Regions from separate parts of the Mus musculus genome. Here all the other regions are linked to region 1. A link is a contact called in public HiCAR-type, HiChIP or PLAC-seq and promoter capture Hi-C data. All regions are on one chromosome and are shown on one strand. The core of a region is the stretch at or near the end of the contact, and the rest is flanking DNA. Distances in the headings are between cores, read along the strand shown. Region 1 holds the start of Pgrmc1 (progesterone receptor membrane component 1). Region 2 has its middle 16 kb from the start of Mdrl. Region 3 holds the start of Mdrl (mitochondrial dynamic related lncRNA). Region 4 holds the start of Slc25a43 (solute carrier family 25, member 43). Region 5 overlaps Slc25a43 (solute carrier family 25, member 43).

Region 1 (3,415 bases), core at 567-3,066:
TCACATGCCTACAGAACGTAATTTTCTAAAATGTCTGAAAGCAGAAAGGAAGAGTGAGAGTTCACTAAAAAGCCTTTGGCACATGTGCTTTTGATTGGCTGGACTCTGAGACGTAACAGAGTGGGTATGTCTGGTTTGGATTAGTGCTGGCTAGTCTTCCCTCTCAGACCAATGAGCATGTGAACATACCCACCCCCCAGCCCCGAGTTCCTGGTGCTTAGAGGAATCCATATTGGGAGAGCTAAAGCCTCTTCTTCCTCTCTAAATGTTCTAGAAAGCAGGGCTTTCTAAATCTGGCTGATTCCCCATTTCCCTACAGCAGAGGAGTAAAATGTAGATCTTTTTAGCCCTCTCCCCTGCCCCAGAGATCTAAGTGTGGCTATGGATGGTCAGGCCAAGAATCTGTATTTTTCATAAGCATCAGGTGATTGTGATAGGCAATCCAGTTTGGAAAAGCCTCATTTCTGGGGAGTTGTCCATCTCTTGTTTTCCCCTTGGTTGGCTTTTCCTGAAATCCCCCCACCCATCGGGCTTCACAGCCTTACCCTATTGTTTCTCAGGACCCTTCCACTCCTCCCTCCCACCCCCGTTTCATTTCATTTTATTTTTTCCACCTCCCAGTCTCCCCACTCTATCATACACTAAATATGGTGTTTCTGACCATCTCACCATGTTACCATAGTCCACCACACACTGCTCTTAATGCATCCAACCAAGCTTGGTCGCTTATTCATCATCCAGCCTGAGTCCACCCCACTCTGCACGCACATACACATACCAAAGACATACCTAACACATGTCACATTCCAAGCGCCACCCCCCAGACAAACGGTGTACACCAAACACACATTCACTGCGCATGCACACAGTGTACACACACACACACACACACACACACACACACACACATTCTCCGCCAGGAACAATGCTGCTTTACCTGACACTAATCCCCTTCTCCACTTTCTCTCTTTACACACCCTTACATTCCACCATGGCTCCTCCGGCGTCATCGGCCTCCACGTCTTCTCAAGTGTCTGGGCCTCTCTGGAGACACCTTCATTTTTTCCCCTCAAATCCGAAGTCTCCCCCTCTTTTCAGGACCCCCGCCCCAAAGCCCACTACCTTCGAAAAGTTCCCTAATATCCCGGGGCTTCGGACCTCGCTGTCCCTCCCACCCGCGGTTTCCAAGGCTCAGCCTCATTCGGGCATCCCATCCCCCCGTACGCACCCCCACCCACCCAGAGCCTCGTGCCCCCGGCCCGCTCCCATTGCTGCCCGCCTTCCCTCCGACCCTCCCACGGGGGCGCCCCACCTCCCCCGGCCTCTCTCCCGCCCCGCTTCCACGCCAGGGTCCCCTCTTTTGTCTCCACGACCCCCTGGCCCTGCCTCCGTACCAGGCCCGTAGAACTTGCGGCCTTTGGTCACGTCGAACACCTTGCCGTTGATGGCCATGAGAATGCGCGGGTCCTGGACGCCATCGAAACGCCTCAGCTCGGCAGGGGTGAAGTCGCGCCGCTTGAGGCGGGGCAGCGGGGGTGGTTCGTCGTCGTCGTTGTCGCCACTGGCACCGGGCTGGTCCCCGCGAACGATCTTGTAGAGCAGGAAGATGCAGAGGCCCAGGAGGAGCAGGTTGAGAGGAGACGTGAAAATCTCGTGCAGCAGCCCGCCGCCCTCTAGCTCGCTCGGGTCGGCGCCAGTCGCCACCACATCCTCGGCAGCCATGATCTCTGGAGCAAAGGTTGGGCCCGGCTAGGCAGAGCTCCGGAACAGTCCGCTTCCTCCGCCCTCCCAGCGAACAGTGGCGCGCAGCGTTCTTTGACAGAGGAAGAAAAGCTCGGGAGGGGCGGGGCTCCGGGGGCGGAGCCTATAAGCCCCCGCCCTTCGCGGCCACCTAAGCGCCCCGCCCTGCTCGGGCTGGCTCGGGCAAGCTGGGCCTGGTTCGGCCTCTGCTTCGGGCCCCCTATGTAGCCTCGGGGGTCTTGGTCTTTCTCCCTCAACCGCTCCGTCAACCAGGGCCACCGAGCCCAGCCCACCTCTCTGTTCTACCTGCTGGGCCTCTGCCCCGGTTTCCGGGCACCCTCAGATCATAGTGCAGCTCGCAGACACACAGCTCAGTCTCTTGGGTACAGTGGGTAGCTTCCCGCTGACCCTGTGGGGAAGCCTTGACTTTAGGGCCCGCTCCTCGCGGCAAATGACGTCAGTTAAAATGAGGTCGCATTTCTCTTGCTTCGCTTCTATTTTAAAGCCCCTTATACTCTCTCCCCTGGGCCATACCCTTAGAGCCAGGTAGCTGTTTTGGGATACTCTAATATCATGCCTTCAACTCCTTTTCACCTTACAGTCCTAGACTATTCGAACATCCATTTTGGGATGGTTCGCCTCCAATTCTTGCCCAAAAGCTGTGGGACTAACACCCAAAGGACAGCCAGTCAGGTAACAGGCCTGTCAATTCTATAAAATCTGGAGCTCAGATCGCCAGATTTTGCGTTTGTTCTTAAAGTTTTTTTTTTTCTTTTTGAAATCATCAATTATGCTTAGTCACAAGGCACCAGTAATCAACAACTGACATTCTGTTGTTGAGCCTTTTTTTTCTATAGAAATACCAGAATAATGTTCAAAGTTCCGTTGCTTGACAGCATTCTTCTATTTGAAGTCTGTGGAAACTACCCTTGGCAGTCACTGTAACCCTGAGCACAGCCCCTGATAAACGCTGGAGTTTGGAAGGATCCTAGATTTTATCTTTTTAGATTCCCAGGCTTCTGGTGTGCAAACAGGCTGCACGGGAGCAGGCCTCTATGGAACAAGGATTGTGCCTATTTTTCAGAGACCTAATCTGGCTGCCCCCCCCCTTAAATTGTAATTGGGAAACGGTAACATAAGAAAAAGGAGAATAATTAAAACCAAGCCATGCACACATCTGCAGAGCAGGGCACGACTTTTCCATACAATCCTGTTTGTACACCACTTACATGCAAGAGATTTGTGCAGAGAATTGGCTAAATTCTGAAAACTTTTGGCAAACACTGCTGTAATCCCTGCCCCCCCCCATCTTCTTAAAGTGTAATGAGTCAAACACTCTTTATATCCAGCCCACACATTTTTTCCCCCAGAGCTAAATTTAGGATTAGCTAAACCGGCCCCTCCAGATCTTTTGTCAAAACTCTTCAACTTAATCATCATGAAACAAGCTCAAACTGAGAGCACTCAGCTCCGGTTAGAATCCAGTTATCCCTTTCACAGAGTACTGTGAGCAGCAAAGATATTTCTTAAAAAATAACAAACTTGTGAAAAATGTTTTCATTTGAAACTAATATGGCCAAAAAAAAAAAAAAAAAAAGGGGGCTGGTGAGATGGCTCAGCGGTTAAGAGTGCCGACTGCTCTTCCAAAGGTCATGAGTTCAAATCCCAGCAACCA
Region 2 (3,398 bases), core at 323-2,822, 240 kb before region 1:
GCTCGTGTCTCTAGCTGCATATGAATCAAAAGATGGCCTAGTCGGCCATCAGTGGAAAGAGAGGCCCATTAGTTGTGCAAACTTTATCTGTCTCAGTACAGGGGAACGACAGGGCCAAGAAGTGGGATTGGGTGGGTGGGGGAATATGTGGGGGACTTTTGGAATAGCATTGGAAATGTAAATGTAAATACCCAATAAAGAAAAAATGAGGCACACATGTGGATGCTTAGCCATGCTTCAATCCTAGTGAATTTCTCATTACAACCACTTCTCCATAAGTAGGAATTTTCTCAGTGAAGTCTCGAATGACCATGTATATAAATCCTGTACAGACAGCGTACCTGGCTGTTGTCACTTTGATAGGTAATGAGCCACCTGCTACTTTCTATTTTGTCACGTAGTAATGCTTTTTTTTTCTTTGTAGCTTTATAATTAGTGTTCCTTTGTCATTTCCTGTGCATTGTATCTGCCTACCAATTAGGTTTAATCCTGACTCCTATAATGTTTATTCATCCCTCGTAGACAAGTGTTTATCTTCATTGTCAAGCCTGGGGTAGGTTTTTAAATCAGTTTATAATGTTTTAATCTGTACACAGGTTTTGTTGTCCATCAGCAAGGTTGCTGTCTTTACCATCAGTAATTATTGTAATCAGAATAACTGTCATAGGAGAGGGAGAGGAGACGCACTTCCTAGCATGCTTGCCCAGCAGGCACAAGGCCTTGGGGTTGATCCCTAGCAGCAAATAAAGAATGCTTGCTGGCCCATGCCTGTAATCCCCGCACTGGGGTGGAGGCAGGAGGATGAGAAGGTCAAGGCCATTCGTCAGACACAAAGCAAGTTTGAAACTAGTCTAGAATACGAGAGATCCTGTCTCAAGGAAAAATCTATAGTGATAGTTAATTTAATTCTTGTTCAGGAAATCCCTTAGGTAAAGATTTGGGGTTTTTAGAAACACAGACCCATAAATTGTCCTTGAAATAGTATAGACATTTCCTGGTACAAACTAATGAAATCTGAGAGACCCAAGACAAGAGAGCCTAGGAATTTGAACCGTTTGATTCAGCTAGAATGATATATTCTCTAGAGTCAACAGAAAAACCAATACCCCTTGGCAAACACATTGTGAGTCCCTGGTCAGCTCTCCTTCAGTATCCTGAAGCAGCCATTCCATTCTCCTCCCGCCAGCGCCCCTCAACCCTGAGCCTTTCAGCAGGAAGATTGTTTTCTGTTTTCTCAGAGCAGAATTCAGTCTAACAGTCTGAATGCCTCCGCCTCAGACCAACACCAGTGCAACAATACTCTCTTCCTCCCTGTGGTGGATGCTGAGATGCGCTTCCTTGCTGCTCTTAAGAGCTCTGCCTTGCGCTCTCAGGCCCCTGTGGGACTGCCTCCGCTGAGGAGGACCACTTTCCCAAGGGCACGGTTTCCTCGCGGTAGCCTGTATACAACCACCGGGCTGACTGAAGCCCAGTCTTCTAGTTTCGGAGCTTCGCAAAAGCTGGAGCCTGGGCCCTAGTCCCCTGGCTCCTTTAGGCCTGTCTCTATGCATCCTTTCCCACATGGTAATCCCCTGAGAACTCTCCGATAAACCCCCTGTGGCTGATATTACCCGAGAGTCTGTATGGGGATGGGATGGGGTGGGGTGGAGAGAGGACTCGGTAGTTAATACCACTTGCTGCTCCGGCAGAGGACCTGGGGTGGGGATTTTCAAGCCCCTACATAAAGGATAAACGATTTGCAATTCAGTTTTAGGATATCTATCGCCCTCTTCTGGCCCCCTCTGGTACTGCATACACCTGGTCCACAGACATGCTTGTAGGCAAAACATTGCGACAGGTAAAATAAAAATAAATAAAAGAAAGACACGTGCTCCTCAGTGAACTCCTTCTGCAGCCCAGGGGCAACATTCATCCATGTCGGATACAGGTCCCCCCACCTCTCCTCGGACTTTACCACTTGACTCCTCTCTTTCTGGCAACCCTTTCACGGGTCAAATTTGTCTTAGGTGTACAAATTTGAATAGATTTTCAGTAAAGTCCCCTTCTCACTTCTGCCATTTCCTCCTTTTTACTGGTTAACTATCCTTTTTGTTTGTTGACAGAAATGTGGTCTCAGTATGTAGTCCAGACTGACCTTATATTTACAAATGCTTCTTTCTGTCTCAGCCTCCCCTAGTGTTGGTACACTTGGAGTACCCCCCCCTTTACTTTCTAGTCCTTAACTGCCTGTGATCATCAAGGCTCTGTTCTTTGCCCTCTTTCCATTGATTGCATTCATAGGTGTGGCCTCAGCTACCCTCCCCTTGATATTAACACATAGGAAAGATGCCAAAATGGATATATATCTTCAGCTCAGGTTTTGCTGCTGCTTCCGAGTGAGACACTTTCATGTTCAAGTGACTATTTGTCATCTCCACTCCACTGACCCACAGGTGTTTCAACCCCACATAGCCACAGTAGCTTCCGTTATCCCTTGTCCCGGAATGTCTTCTTTGTTTCAGTGAATGCTACTACCTTACCTGGTACCCGCTTACTCAAGCCAGAGACCAGATTTCATTGGCATGATCCCTCCCTCTTATAACCGTCTTCCCCAAACCACCCTGTCCTGGTGGCTCTGCTTCTTTAAGGGCTCTCGGATTCCTGCATTTCTTCTTGCCTAATGTCCTAGTTAGGTTTCAAAGCCATGTGAGCCAGCAGCCTCCTCCTGCCTTAATCCTCTGCCCTGCCAGTATTTCTAGACCACATCGGCTACACTGCCACATCCAGAGAGGTGGTCCTCAACCTATGGGTCTCAGCCCCTTCTGGGTCAACCAACCCTTTCACAGGGCCACATATCAAATATCCTGCATATCATGTATTTCCATTATGATTCATAACAGTAGCAAAATTATGGTTATGAAGTAGCAATGAAAATGATTTTATAGTTGGGGTCGCCACAATATGAGGAGTTGTATTAAAGGGTTTCAGCATTAAACAGGTTGAGAACCACAGCTTTAAAGCAAGCAGTCTGGATCCTGGCAGTTCTCTGCTCAAAATGTCTCCAGTAGCTTCCTGCTGCCTTCAGAATGAAGTAGGGTTTCTATCTGTTGCCACCCCTCTCAAACCTACCTTACCTACCTGGCTTCACCACACCTGCCATTCTGCTATAATTCACTACTTGAAGTCATTCCAGGGCCTTCTTTGAACCTGCCCTCCCGCTTTGGGAAAATACCCTAAACCCTGCTGACTTTCCTTCCTCCACAGAGCCTTGAATGCCTTTCCCAACTTTCCAGACTCTCAGAAGCTAATTTAGACCCTTGCCCTGTCCCTCCTCTTCACAGACATCTAGTGAACTTAGCACTCCCTCCCTGGTACCTCTCAATTTGAATTCCTTGAAGCCAGCGGTTTCATGCCAGAAC
Region 3 (3,494 bases), core at 726-3,225, 220 kb before region 1:
TGAAAGAGTTCTAATGGATGCTGGGTTGATGTCTTGCTGGGCAGTCTTGTGGCTTCTCCCTCCTCCCAGGTCTCCCCAGGCCTGCTGCCATAGCAGCACATACATCTTTGGGGATGCTGAGCTTTTAGCCCAGCTCAGCTGCCAGAACAACTCTTCCCTGAAGGCACCACTGGAGAAACTCTCCGAGGGTTTTTCTCAGCTCCCCAAGGGCTTAGTCAGGCTGTAAGAACAGCCCAAGGAAAACGGTAGCAAAGTACAAATTTTATCATTTTGTTTGTTTCGTTTTGCTTTCTAGTGCTAAAAATGGAACCTTGGGGACTCATGCATGCTTATATGTTTTACCACCGAACCCTTTTTGAAACAATGGATTTTCATGAATTAATCTTTTGAGACAAAAATCTCACGATATAGCCCTAGCTAGCCTGCAACTTGCTATGTAGACCAGGCTGGCCAGAAACCCACAAAGAGCCACCTATCTCTGCTTCTTAAACGCTGGGTTTAAGGGGATGCACCATCACTTCCAGTCTCGTTAATATTTTTTGTTTGAGACAAGAGTCTCACTATGTAGTCTGGACCAGTCTTTTTTAAAATATAATTATGTTTTTTGTTGTTGTTGTTGTTGTTTTTTCAAGACAGGGTTTCTCTGTGTAGCCCTGGCTGTCCTGGAACTCACTCTGTAGATCAGGCTGGCCTCGAACTCAGAAATTTGCCTGCCTCTTCCTCCCAAGTGCTGGGATTAAAGGCATGCGCCACCACTGCCCGGCTATAATTATGTTTTTAAAAAAGATTTATTTATTATACATAAGTACACTGTAGCTGTTTTCAGAAACCACAGAAGAGGGCATCAAATCTCATTACAGATGGTTGAGAGGAGAGAGAGAGAGAGAGAGAGAAAGCAGGAATAGTGCCTTGCAGTCCAACCCTCGGGAGGTGGAACTGGAAGGATCAGAGGTTCAAGGTTATCTCCAGCTCTATAGTAAGTTTGAAGCCAAACTGGATTATGTGACACTGCCTCTGAAAAAGCAACAAGAACCAACCAACCAAACAAACAAACAAAAAAACACAAAAAAAAAAAACCCACACACATTCGTATATGGGCAATACAAATTGAACTCAGTGGGTTTTTTTTTTTAATTTTTTTTGTTTTTGTCCCTTTTAAAAAGGGAAAACATGAAAGTGGGCAGGGGCTGGGGCAGTGGGGATGGATCCAGGAGGAATTATTAGGCAGTGGGAGTGATTGTGATCAAACTGCATTTTATATATTGAGATCATTCAAATATTGTATTAAAAATTAATAGGATATAGTGGCACACTTGTGGGGCAGAGGCAATCAGATCTCTCTGAGTTCGAGGTGCGCCTAGTCCACAAAACGAGTTCCAGGATAGCCAGGGCTGTTACACAGAGAAACACTTGTCTTGAAAAAAAAAAGAGAGAGAGAGAGAAAGAAAGAAGGTAGGAACGAGGTGGGAGGTAAATCTGTGAGTAGTTAGGGGCTGAGTCTCAAAGAATTAATAAAACGATTACACTTTACAAAACAACACATATTGCATTTACTATATGCCGGGCACTCTTAAAGGCTTCCCAGTCTTTTGACTCATTCATTGCGTTCCTAGCTTGGTTCTTTAAAAAGGGTCCAGCTGTCAGTCCTCCACGCTTTACAGTCAAAGAAATGGAAACACAAAGAAACAAAGCGGCGTGCCCTACAGCACACCATTTGTAAGCGGTAGAGTCAGAATTCCTGCCTGGGGCGACTCTGGTCTCTTTTCTATACCATTCTGCTCTGCTGCCTCCTTGAGCTGATCAGCCAGTCAGAATAGGGCAGGCTGAGAGGCAGCTGCCTCTCCTCCCTTCTCCTTTCTTCCTTGGGCTCTTTACTAGGGATCAAGTGCAGAAAGCCAGCCCTTCCGCCTTGCCATAGTAGTGTGGGGGCGGGGTGAGGTGGGGAGTGAGAAAGGTGGGGGAGGGGAGGAGGGCAGCGAGAAGGGGAGGCAGTGCTGTCTGGGAAAGCTAGCCCTGGGAGGGGCTGAGGAAACCTGAGATAACAGCACTGGCTAAACTCCTGCGCTTTAATTTCCAACTGTGCGGAAGGAGTCCCTGTGGGTGAGAGTTACCCCAGTCTCTTCATCCGTCCTCTTAGGGAATCATCAACTACGGAAGAGCCAGGCCTAAGCTCTGCCTTAATACTCTGTACAGAGTAGGGAAGAGAACACGCGCATCTGGGCACTCTGAGCGCTATCCCGAAAGAGAATGAATTGTTTATATTAAGCAAGGACAGAGTGGTTTTATTTTATTCTGTGAATTTTAGTCTTGGGAAATCCTGACTGAACCTGAGCCCTGAATGCAGACACTTCTCCAAGACAGTTAGGTCACCTTTGTGGTTAGTCAATCAAGTGACTGTTTCAAAGGCACACATAGGTTCTGCACTCTGCTAGTCGCCCTGAATATAAACGTGAGTAAGGATGATTTCATCGGGTCTAAAATGCTGCATGTTTGTTTATGCATGGATGGCCTCCAAGGGGAATGAGGAGGGAGGGGCTGTCAGAATGTGGAGGTAACACAGATGGCCTGTGAGAGGTTGGGTACCAGCTTGGGAGGGAGAGTGATGACCTGGTACCTGCAAGTCAGTTATGCGTTGGGACTTTGGCACTGTAGGGTTATACATGTTGCCCGTGCAGGAATAAGTGATTCCTAGTGTTGTGTTTTATAAAAAAAGAAAAGGAAGCCAGGGATGTTTGGTAGAGGCGCGGTATGGTGCTGGGGAAGAGGGTGCCTCTGCGGGGGCCCATGCTGAGGCATCCCTTCCCCCACTGAGGGACCAATCACATGACGAGTATAGTATGGAATAGAGTTTATTTAGGGCATGGGAAGGGAGTAGAGACAGAGGGGGGGTGGGGGGAAGAGGAGTAGAGGCCGGCCATGAACACGTGGAGAGAGACAGGGAGAGGAATGGGGAGAGAAGGGGCAGAGAAGGGAGGGTACGATAGTGAGGAGGGAGCAAGCAGCCCCTTTTATAGTGAGTCAGGCATACCTGGCAACAGCCAGGTAACTGTGGGGCAGAGCCTAGACGAAATGTTAATACCCAGCTTCACGCACAAATAAATAAATGAAAATGAGGGAGAGATGCTTATGTAAATATGTAAGAAAGCTAGATGTTTTGTTTATTTCGTTCCCTCCTTCCTGTCTTCCTTTCTTCTATCTTAACTTACCTTTTCTTTCTTTTTATTCCTAAATAAGCACTTACTGTATCCCCAGCTTGTTTAAAACTCACAATGTAGAGCCGGGCGTGGTGGCGCACGCCTTTGATCCCAGCACTCGGGAGGCAGAGGCAGGCGGATTTCTGAGTTCGAGGCCAGCCTGGTCTACAGAGTGAGTTCCAGGACAGCCAGGGATATACAGAGAAACCTTGTCTCGAAAAACCAAAAAAAAAAAAAAAAAAAAAAAACCTCACAATGTAGTCGAAGCTGACCTTAAGCAAGTGGGAGTCCTTCTGCCTC
Region 4 (3,959 bases), core at 1,379-3,878, 150 kb before region 1:
CTGTCACTGATTTGAGGCGTCCCAGTGTGAGCTCAGTTCTCTATCAGTAGATACGGACATAGTGCTTCCTGTCCTGTGTCCTATGATTGTTCTAGGCAGGACCCAGAAGTTGTGAAAGCCAAATGATGTAAATATATAAGATGGTTAAAAGGGGGGCTGGATAGATGGCTCAGTGGTTAAGAGCACTGACTGCTCTTCCAGAGGACCTGAGTTCAATTCCAAGCAACCACATGGTGGCTCACAACCATCTGTAATGGGATCTGATGCCCTCTTTAGGTGTGTCTGAAGCAGCAACAGTGAACTCACATAAAATAATAAATAAATCTCTCTCTCTCTTTTTAAAAAAGATGGTTAAAAGAAAAGCCATGCCATTAGAATCAGACTTTGCAAATCTGTTCCCTCCCCCTGCTCCTTCATACACATTCTCTTTTATCCAAGGGAAGATTTCCCTACCACTTTGTGGAGAAGAGAGGGAAATAGGGAAAATTGAATCATTAAAAGTCAAGACTGGCTGGGCATGGTGGCACACACCTTTAATCCCAGCAGTCGGGAGGCAGAGGCAGGTGGGTTTCAGAGTTCGAGGCCAGCCTGATCTACAGAGTGAGTTCCAGGACAGCCAGGACTATACAGAGAAACCCTGTCTCGAAAACCCAACCAATCAAAAAAAAAAAAAAAAAAAAAAAAAAAAAAAAAAGTCAAGACTGCAGGCCAGATGTTGCTGGGGGAAAACAGCAGAAGCCACACACAATGCTGACTGGGGAACACTATACAGGTAAGGATGGTTCCATTCAGAGCATCAATTGCCGGGCAAGCCTCCCAGCCCTGGTCTTTCAACTAAGCGCTTGACTCTCCCAAGGCTGGACTGTGTTTACTGGGATGGGAATATATGGTGGGAAATAAAGCACACTATGCTGGGCGTGGTGGCGCATGCCTTTAATCCCAGCACTGGGGAGGCAGAGGCAGGCAGGAGGATTTCTGAGTTCGAGGCCAGCCTGGTCTACAGAGTGAGTTCCAGGACAGCCAGGGCTACACAGAGAAACCCTGTCTCAACCCGCCCCCCCCCCCCAAAAAAAAAAAAGAAATAAAGCACATCACTAGCTGCTCCAAGGCCTGGGGTTTTACTTCCAGCCCTGGGAACAAAGTAAAAACAAAACAAAAAGTGTCTTGACCACCTCCTGCCTGTAGGCTGCATGTCTAATTCAGAGCTAAGGCCAGTCTTTAGAGCTGGCCCTGTGCCTAGCGAATGAGGAACTTACAGACCATCGTCCCCAATAGGGAAACAGACCCTCCCCTCAGAGCCGTCATCACTGACTTCCTTTTTTAGGCTTCCTTTCTAGCTCCCATGCAAACATCCTTGAGCTCTTTTTAAGGTCACTCCCTTGCATCTTTAGCTCTTATTCTCGCAGCAGTGGTTGATGTGGGAGAAGGTGAGAAACCGCCGCCGCAGGATGGCAGCTGGGAGTGGGGGAAACATTAGGCTGAGGAGACAAGTCCCTGCTGGAGAAAGGATGCTGCAGACCCTGTTGGATCCTAAAGCCAAGTTAGGCTGAGATTGGAGATGGGGATGGTGGACAGAACTCTTTTTGAGGCAAGAGACTGGTCCTTCTTCCTGTACTACCCACTTACTCCTTAGGACACTGGTCTCACTTTTTACACACCATCAAGAGTGTTCTCTCCTGCCGGGCGTGGTGGCGCACGCCTTTAATCCCAGCACTCCGGAGGCAGAGGCAGGCGGATTTCTGAGTTCGAGGCCAGCCTGGTCTACAGAGTGAGTTTCAGGATAGCCAGAGCTATACAGAGAAACCCTGTCTCAAGAAACAAACAAACAAACAAACAAAAAAAACAAACAAAAAAAAGAGAGCGTTCTCTCCTAAGCCAGAAAAGCAAACATTTTCAAGTTACTAGACGTTGGGAATGGATAGACCTTATCGCCATGGGAAGCCTTTTTGTTTCTTTACCCCCAGATATCATTTGCTAATTCTGCCTCCTCCCAGAAAGACTCAAGAGGTCACAAAACTGCAGTTCACAGGGCAAGAATCTCAAGAGCATGTGAAAAACTGCTACTGTACCCTAGGGGCCACACATATGGCCTTGTAGCCCCCTCCCAAGGCCAGCCTCCACCCCCACCCGACTCCCATCCGGTTTTACAGAGGAAGGGAAACTGAGACTTCTTAGGATTCATCAGGGTGGCAGCTTTGCCATTCCAGTCCGATCTCCCGACCCCTCCCACCGGGCTCTTACTTTCGGTAGGCGGCCAGCTGTACCATGCTGCAGGGGAAGAGGCGCAGGCAGGCCACGCCATTCCCTTTCCACAGGGCCCTTGGCCCCTCGGACAGCCACACCCGGCGTCCGGTGGCCCACAGCCCCAGGGAGTGGCTTTGCACCTTGCCGACTTGGGCCAGCACAGTGGCAAGCTCCAGGGGCGCGGTGAGGCTGAGGCTGAACGCCCCGGCCAGCCCCGCACACAGGAGCCGCTGGCTGCCGGTTAACCGGCCATCCCGTCTCCACGTAGCCATCCTGACCCAGGCCCGTGCCGGCCACCTCGTGGCTGGTGCCCTGGGCTCGCGGGGGCAGTTAGAGCAGTCCGGCCAGGCCCCGCCCGGCGTGGGGCGGACTTGGGAGATGAACTGGGGAAGTCAGGCTCACACCCGAGCAGCGCCTCAGGGATAGGGTGGGATCAAAGGCGACTCTCTCAGGTATCTGAGGCATGCTCAGTTAGTGTGTGTTTGCAATGCAATAGGCAAGACCGAGGCTTCCATTTCCTGTTCTTTCTGGGCCTAGCCAGCATCACGTTTTTCTTAGGTATTCCCTTAGGTACTTTGCTTCTTCTGGGTCCCTTTTCACATTCTATGTCATCCCCCTTCGCCTGTCTATCTTCTCTTCCATAGGCTTCTTTTATTTTAAATCCAGAGTGCAGAAAAGACAGACCTTGAATAACAACCTGCTGCTACCTAGTAGACAACTTGTTAGAGCCTCCTTTTCAGAGACTATAGGTGTGCTTAAGGCTTTGGAACCTTACCTGCCTTAGAATCCTTAGCTCTGCAGATGACATGTCATAGGAGGGTAGGGAAGTCGATTGCTCACTTTGTGTCCCAGTTGCTTCACCTGTACTATGAAGATGGTACTTTCGAGGATTAAATGAAAATTTAATAAATGAAAATTTAATTTATAAAGATGAAATGAATAGTGGCTGGAAGAAGTAACCAGTCTGTATGTGGTGCTTATGAGGGTATGACTAGCTGCTGCCGTAGAGAAGAGGAAACTAAGACACGGAGACACTTGCTCAAGCCTGAGTGTTCACTACCTCGCAGAATCGGGGTTCCTATGTAGGTCAATGTTAGACCTAATAAGGGCCACACCCAAGGATTGCATAGTGGCAGTAGTACATACATTCAGTGATTCTGTTAGGTAAGGGTTAGGACAATATAGGTAAAAAGGTGATAACTGTGGCTTTGCCAGAATCTAAGAAGGATTTAAAAATATTAACAACTTTCCAATTTTATTTCTGTTTTTTTTAAAGGGCTCAACAATGATAATTACAAGGAAAGAGACAGCTAGCAAACGCACTGTTAGCATAAGACATCCCAAATTTGCATCTTATTTTCTATATTGATTCTCATGTTGCTAATGGAACCTTTTCAAGCTAAGCACATCCATCCAATCTGGCACACACTAATTGTACATTTTCATGGGATACAATATGATATCAGAACACATGTCCCAGCAATTTCAGGTTCTTGGTGGCTCATCTCACTACTGAAAAAATGGGGGAGATGGCTCAGTAGGTAATGTGCTTGATAGGCAAGCAAGAGGACCTCTAGCATCCATGTAATAGTTGGGCACAGTGGTCCATGTCTTTCTGAAATAGTGAACTCCAGGTTTGGTAAGAGAACTTGCCTCAGAAATTAAGCTGGCAGTGTCAGAGGGATGGGGGAGAAGACTGGAAAGAGAAAATGACA
Region 5 (3,500 bases), core at 422-2,921, 170 kb before region 1:
TGGTGGCTCACAACCACCCATAATGAGATCTGACGCCCTCTTCTGGTCTGTCTAAAGACAGCAACAGTGTACTTATCTATAATAATAAATAAATCTTTTAAAAAAAGAAAAGAGCTTTCTAGGTTGAGTATCCTTTATCTAAAATGATTGGGATAAGAAGTACCTCAAATTTTGAATATTTCTTAATTTTGGAATACTTACATATAAAGAGAGATCTTTGAATGGGAGCAAAGTTTAAAGCATGGAATTCACTTATGTTTCATATATATTTTATTTTACAAAGCATGAAGGTAACTTTATGCTGTTTTATTAAATTTTTATTTTTATTATCATATATTCATATGCATGTGTATATGGTGTGTGTGTGTCTGTGTGATGGTACATGTGTGCTGGGTCTTATGTGTGGAGGTTAGAGGACATCTCAGATGTGGTCCTCAGTTCTGTCTTATTAGATACATAGCATCTCTGTTTACTGCTGTGCAGGTGAGGCCATCTGGGCCACGAGTTTCTGTGGATTCCTTTAATTCTGTCCCCTATCTCAAAAGAGGAGTGCTAGAATTTTAGAGTACACTACTGTCATGCCTAGCTTTATACAGGTTTGAGGAATTCAAACTGAAGCCCTTGTGCGTATGTAATAACCATCTCCCCCACCCCATCGACAGTCTTTCCAGCGTGTCTGTATTTGTTTGCAGTCCTTTACTTGAGATCAGTTGTGGAATCTTCCATCATGTGGATGCTCCAAGTTTCTGACTTTAGAGTATTTTGGTTTTCAGAGTTCCAGAGTAGGGATGCTCAAAACTAAGCAAACGAAGACACTGGCATTGAGGAGACTATTTCTGCTTGGGAAAATAAGATAGCTGCTACCAGGAGGTAGTTTTGGCAGGGAAGGGACAGCAGAGCAATGATGTTGAGATAAAAAAGGGTAAAAGAGGAAAAAATGCTATGGAAGAAAATTGTCAAAGTGAGAGGACCCACGGTGAGGCTAACAGCACCCTTTAAAAGGAGTTACTCACCCACAACTTTTGGGAATACAACGACTGTGCCCATAGACATGGGAGTAGAAGAGGGAGTCAGTGAAAAACAGCATCCACCTTTTCAGAGAAGGTACCCTATAGTTAATTTAGTTTCTTCTTCCCCAGGACTCCCTCTCCAGTGGGCTAGAGTGCCTGCATTGTGGTTCTCAAAGGCTTAAATAGCTGCCTTTATGCATTATCTGAAAATGTGTGCCTTATGGGTGGGAAAAGCCAGCAAACAAAAGCAACAGATACTACTACCAACGTAAGTTCAGTTGAACCTTTACAGAGACAGAAGTGATGCTTAGGCAGAGAGAGGTAGCTGCAGGAACAAAGGCCTGTTGACCAGAATATAAAATACGTTTGGTCTTCAGGGCTTGGGGGAGGGGAACTTCTTCACTATTGCAACTGGATGCTTCAATTGAACAGAGGCCAAAAGAAGGCATGTTGTGCTTTGCCCAGACAGTACTTTTTATTTGCAGCCTTAAAAAAAAAAAAAAAGAAAGAAAGATTTCACATCACAATCTGGATGTAAATTTAGGGGCTCCCTTGAAAACTGGGCTTGCATTTCTAAATGGCAACCATCCTTCTGAGAGGAGACTCTTGCAGTTTAGCTGCAGCCTCCACCAGCTCACTTCACTCTTTTCTGCTACGCATATTTAAATGCTAATCACATTCTGTGAGCAGAGAGTTTAGTTCTCCAGAATGCTTTCAAAAGGCACGATGGCTTAGAATGCATTTAAAGGCTTATTGTTTGGGGCTGAGTGCCCGTTATCTGGGTCTCCCTAGCTCTCCTGTCCATGCTGTTTCTGAATTCTTACAGACATTTGATTCTGCAACTCCCTATACAAAGGGCTTCTATACAGCACGCACAGTGAAGTCGGTGAGGGAAACATGCCAAGCTAATGGGCCGGCCTTTATTCTCTAAAGGTGATAGAGGAGCCACAGTGACAGGGCAAAAGAACATTTGTTCTGCAAGAAACCCATGGACTGAAGTGAGCTCTGATCCGGGAGGCAAACCTGCATGCATGGCCTTTGTCCCAGTTCCGTTGCTCAAAGATGGGCTTGTAATCTACAGTGCCTCAGTTTTCTCATCTCAATAGGCAAGATGGCTCAACAGGTAAAAGTGCTTGCTGCCAAGACTTGACGATCTGAGTTTAAGCTCCAGAACCTGCCCTGCGTGGCGGACAGAGATCTCTGACTCCCGTAAGTTGTCTGACTTCTTTCTGTATGTGCACTGTGACACACACACACACACACACACACACACACACACACACACACACAGGCACTCACACGCAGATATAGTAACAACAGTGCTTACTTTGTGAATTGTTGTAAGGATTGGATGACATAATGAACATCCACTTGGCCCGGTGCCTACTATATCTTCCCACTCAGTACTAATAGTCACGTTTAGAATCACTCATAGAGAACAGTATGTGCTGCACTATGAGCTGATAAGGACTTTGACTGGGAGTCAGGGCAATAAAAAAAAAAAAAAGGACCCATGTAGGAGACTTATGAATGCAGAAGCAAATGAACTTTGGGTTGGTTGGATGAAGGGACGGCAGAGGCAAGCCTAACTTCTGGATGCTTAGCTTGGCTATCTAGGACACTGATGGCCCAGAAAGGGAAAAGTCTAGAAAGACAGTTTTAGGGGAACATGGGTAACTTTGATAGACAGTGGGTTGGAAGTGATCGTGAAGATGTGCTACTCAGCGGTCCAAATCAGCAGGCTGTGAGAACCATGAGCTCAGGACTGAGGAGGGAGGCGGGGGTGAAGACATAGGATGGAGCATTAGAAGCCCCGAGTGGGTTAATGAAGTGACTGTGTATCTGCAAAGCTTGCTCAAGGTGGTATCCATTGCGGTCCGAGTGGAGGCTATTTGAGCAGGCTGGGGCCTCTGTTTATTCACTGACCATGTGTGTTCTGCTCACTGAGCTGTGCCACTTGGATACCACCTTTGTCCTTCATTTTATGCACTTTCAGTTCAAATGCTGACTTGGCCTAATCCTGCTTACCCTGTGAGTTGTGGTGGGGGCAAAGTCCACTGGGGTATAAATCAACAGGACGGCACATGGGTTTGTATTTGGTGAAATGGAGATAACTAATAGGAGCAACAGAGTGGAGGGAGGGTTCGTGGACCTCCTTCCTGATTCTTTCATAAGGCCTACCAGACTCCAGGTCCCATGTTCGAAGCTGTTCCCCAGACTCCCAGCAAAGTGTTCCCAGCCTGCCTCTCCTTCTCTTTCACATACACCTGCCTATGGAACTATTATAGTTCCCCCCCCCCCCATAATTCTTTGGTTCTTAATAGGGCTTATAGATTAATCACATAAAATATTTGTTGTCAACATTTCTTCCATCTTATACTTTCTTGTATTAAATCCTTTCCTTTTCTTCACCCTCCCCACCCCTTTGAGACAGTAGCTCACTGTGTAGGTCTGACTGGCTTTGAACTTGCTATGTAGACAAGGTTACCT

What was found. Promoter capture Hi-C pulls out the DNA fragments that hold promoters and counts their contacts. HiCAR-type assays count read pairs that join an accessible place to other places. HiChIP or PLAC-seq counts read pairs in DNA pulled down with a chosen protein or histone mark.
Region 2: a contact with region 1 is called in a HiCAR-type map of embryonic stem cells, with 3 times the contacts expected there. The contact joins the enhancer-like site here to the promoter of Pgrmc1 in region 1. A contact is called at or near these places in 9 of 39 promoter capture datasets (the 3T3-L1 cell line, cranial neural crest, embryonic stem cells and 4 more), 2 of 484 Hi-C or Micro-C datasets (embryonic somatosensory cortex and liver), 7 of 115 datasets of contacts at active chromatin or transcription factors (embryonic forebrain, embryonic stem cells, hepatocytes and 2 more) and 3 of 9 other capture datasets (embryonic stem cells, liver and pancreatic islet).
Region 3: a contact with region 1 is called in a promoter capture Hi-C map of pre-B cells, with 14 times the contacts expected there. The contact joins the promoter of Mdrl here to the promoter of Pgrmc1 in region 1. A contact is called at or near these places in 15 of 39 promoter capture datasets (the 3T3-L1 cell line, cranial neural crest, embryonic stem cells and 10 more), 5 of 484 Hi-C or Micro-C datasets (CD4 T cells, embryonic somatosensory cortex, granulocyte-monocyte progenitors and 1 more), 9 of 115 datasets of contacts at active chromatin or transcription factors (T-cell acute lymphoblastic leukemia, effector CD8 T cells, embryonic forebrain and 4 more) and 1 of 9 other capture datasets (liver).
Region 4: a contact with region 1 is called in an H3K4me3 HiChIP or PLAC-seq map of embryonic stem cells, with 19 read pairs. The contact joins the promoter of Slc25a43 here to the promoter of Pgrmc1 in region 1. A contact is called at or near these places in 10 of 39 promoter capture datasets (the 3T3-L1 cell line, the C10 cell line, cranial neural crest and 6 more), 2 of 484 Hi-C or Micro-C datasets (CD4 T cells and embryonic stem cells), 8 of 115 datasets of contacts at active chromatin or transcription factors (embryonic stem cells, large pre-B cells, memory CD8 T cells and 1 more) and 3 of 9 other capture datasets (adipose tissue, embryonic stem cells and pancreatic islet).
Region 5: an H3K27ac HiChIP or PLAC-seq map of embryonic stem cells shows a contact between it and region 1, with 3 times the contacts expected there. The contact joins the enhancer-like site here to the promoter of Pgrmc1 in region 1. A contact is called at or near these places in 8 of 39 promoter capture datasets (the C10 cell line, the HPC-7 cell line, cranial neural crest and 4 more), 1 of 484 Hi-C or Micro-C datasets (CD4 T cells) and 3 of 115 datasets of contacts at active chromatin or transcription factors (embryonic stem cells, large pre-B cells and stem cell-derived neural progenitor cells).

What each region holds. Positions count from the first base shown.
Region 1 is chrX:36,596,594-36,600,008 of GRCm38.p6, reverse strand. It overlaps Pgrmc1 (progesterone receptor membrane component 1), which reads right to left and starts at 1,816. Exons shown (of 3, transcript NM_016783.4): 1 at 1,395-1,816. The coding sequence starts at 1,722.
Region 2 is chrX:36,831,940-36,835,337 of GRCm38.p6, reverse strand. It overlaps a transcript of C330007P06Rik not described here. Among named protein-coding and RNA genes, the nearest start is that of Mdrl, 16 kb to the right of the region's middle. Within about 2 kb of position 1,572, at least 45 of the 459 cell types and tissues checked have an H3K27ac peak or open chromatin away from gene starts, as enhancers often do. A contact at or near this core is called in embryonic stem cells, where this site is marked.
Region 3 is chrX:36,815,681-36,819,174 of GRCm38.p6, reverse strand. It overlaps Mdrl (mitochondrial dynamic related lncRNA), which reads left to right and starts at 1,975. Exons shown (of 2, transcript NR_131979.1): 1 at 1,975-2,449.
Region 4 is chrX:36,742,301-36,746,259 of GRCm38.p6, reverse strand. It overlaps Slc25a43 (solute carrier family 25, member 43), which reads right to left and starts at 2,628. Exons shown (of 5, transcript NM_001085497.2): 1 at 2,242-2,628. The coding sequence starts at 2,516.
Region 5 is chrX:36,762,017-36,765,516 of GRCm38.p6, reverse strand. The region is part of intron 3 of Slc25a43 (solute carrier family 25, member 43); the gene reads right to left. Among named protein-coding and RNA genes, the nearest start is that of Gm23613, 13 kb to the left of the region's middle. Within about 2 kb of position 1,671, at least 36 of the 459 cell types and tissues checked have an H3K27ac peak or open chromatin away from gene starts, as enhancers often do. A contact at or near this core is called in embryonic stem cells, liver and stem cell-derived neural progenitor cells, where this site is marked.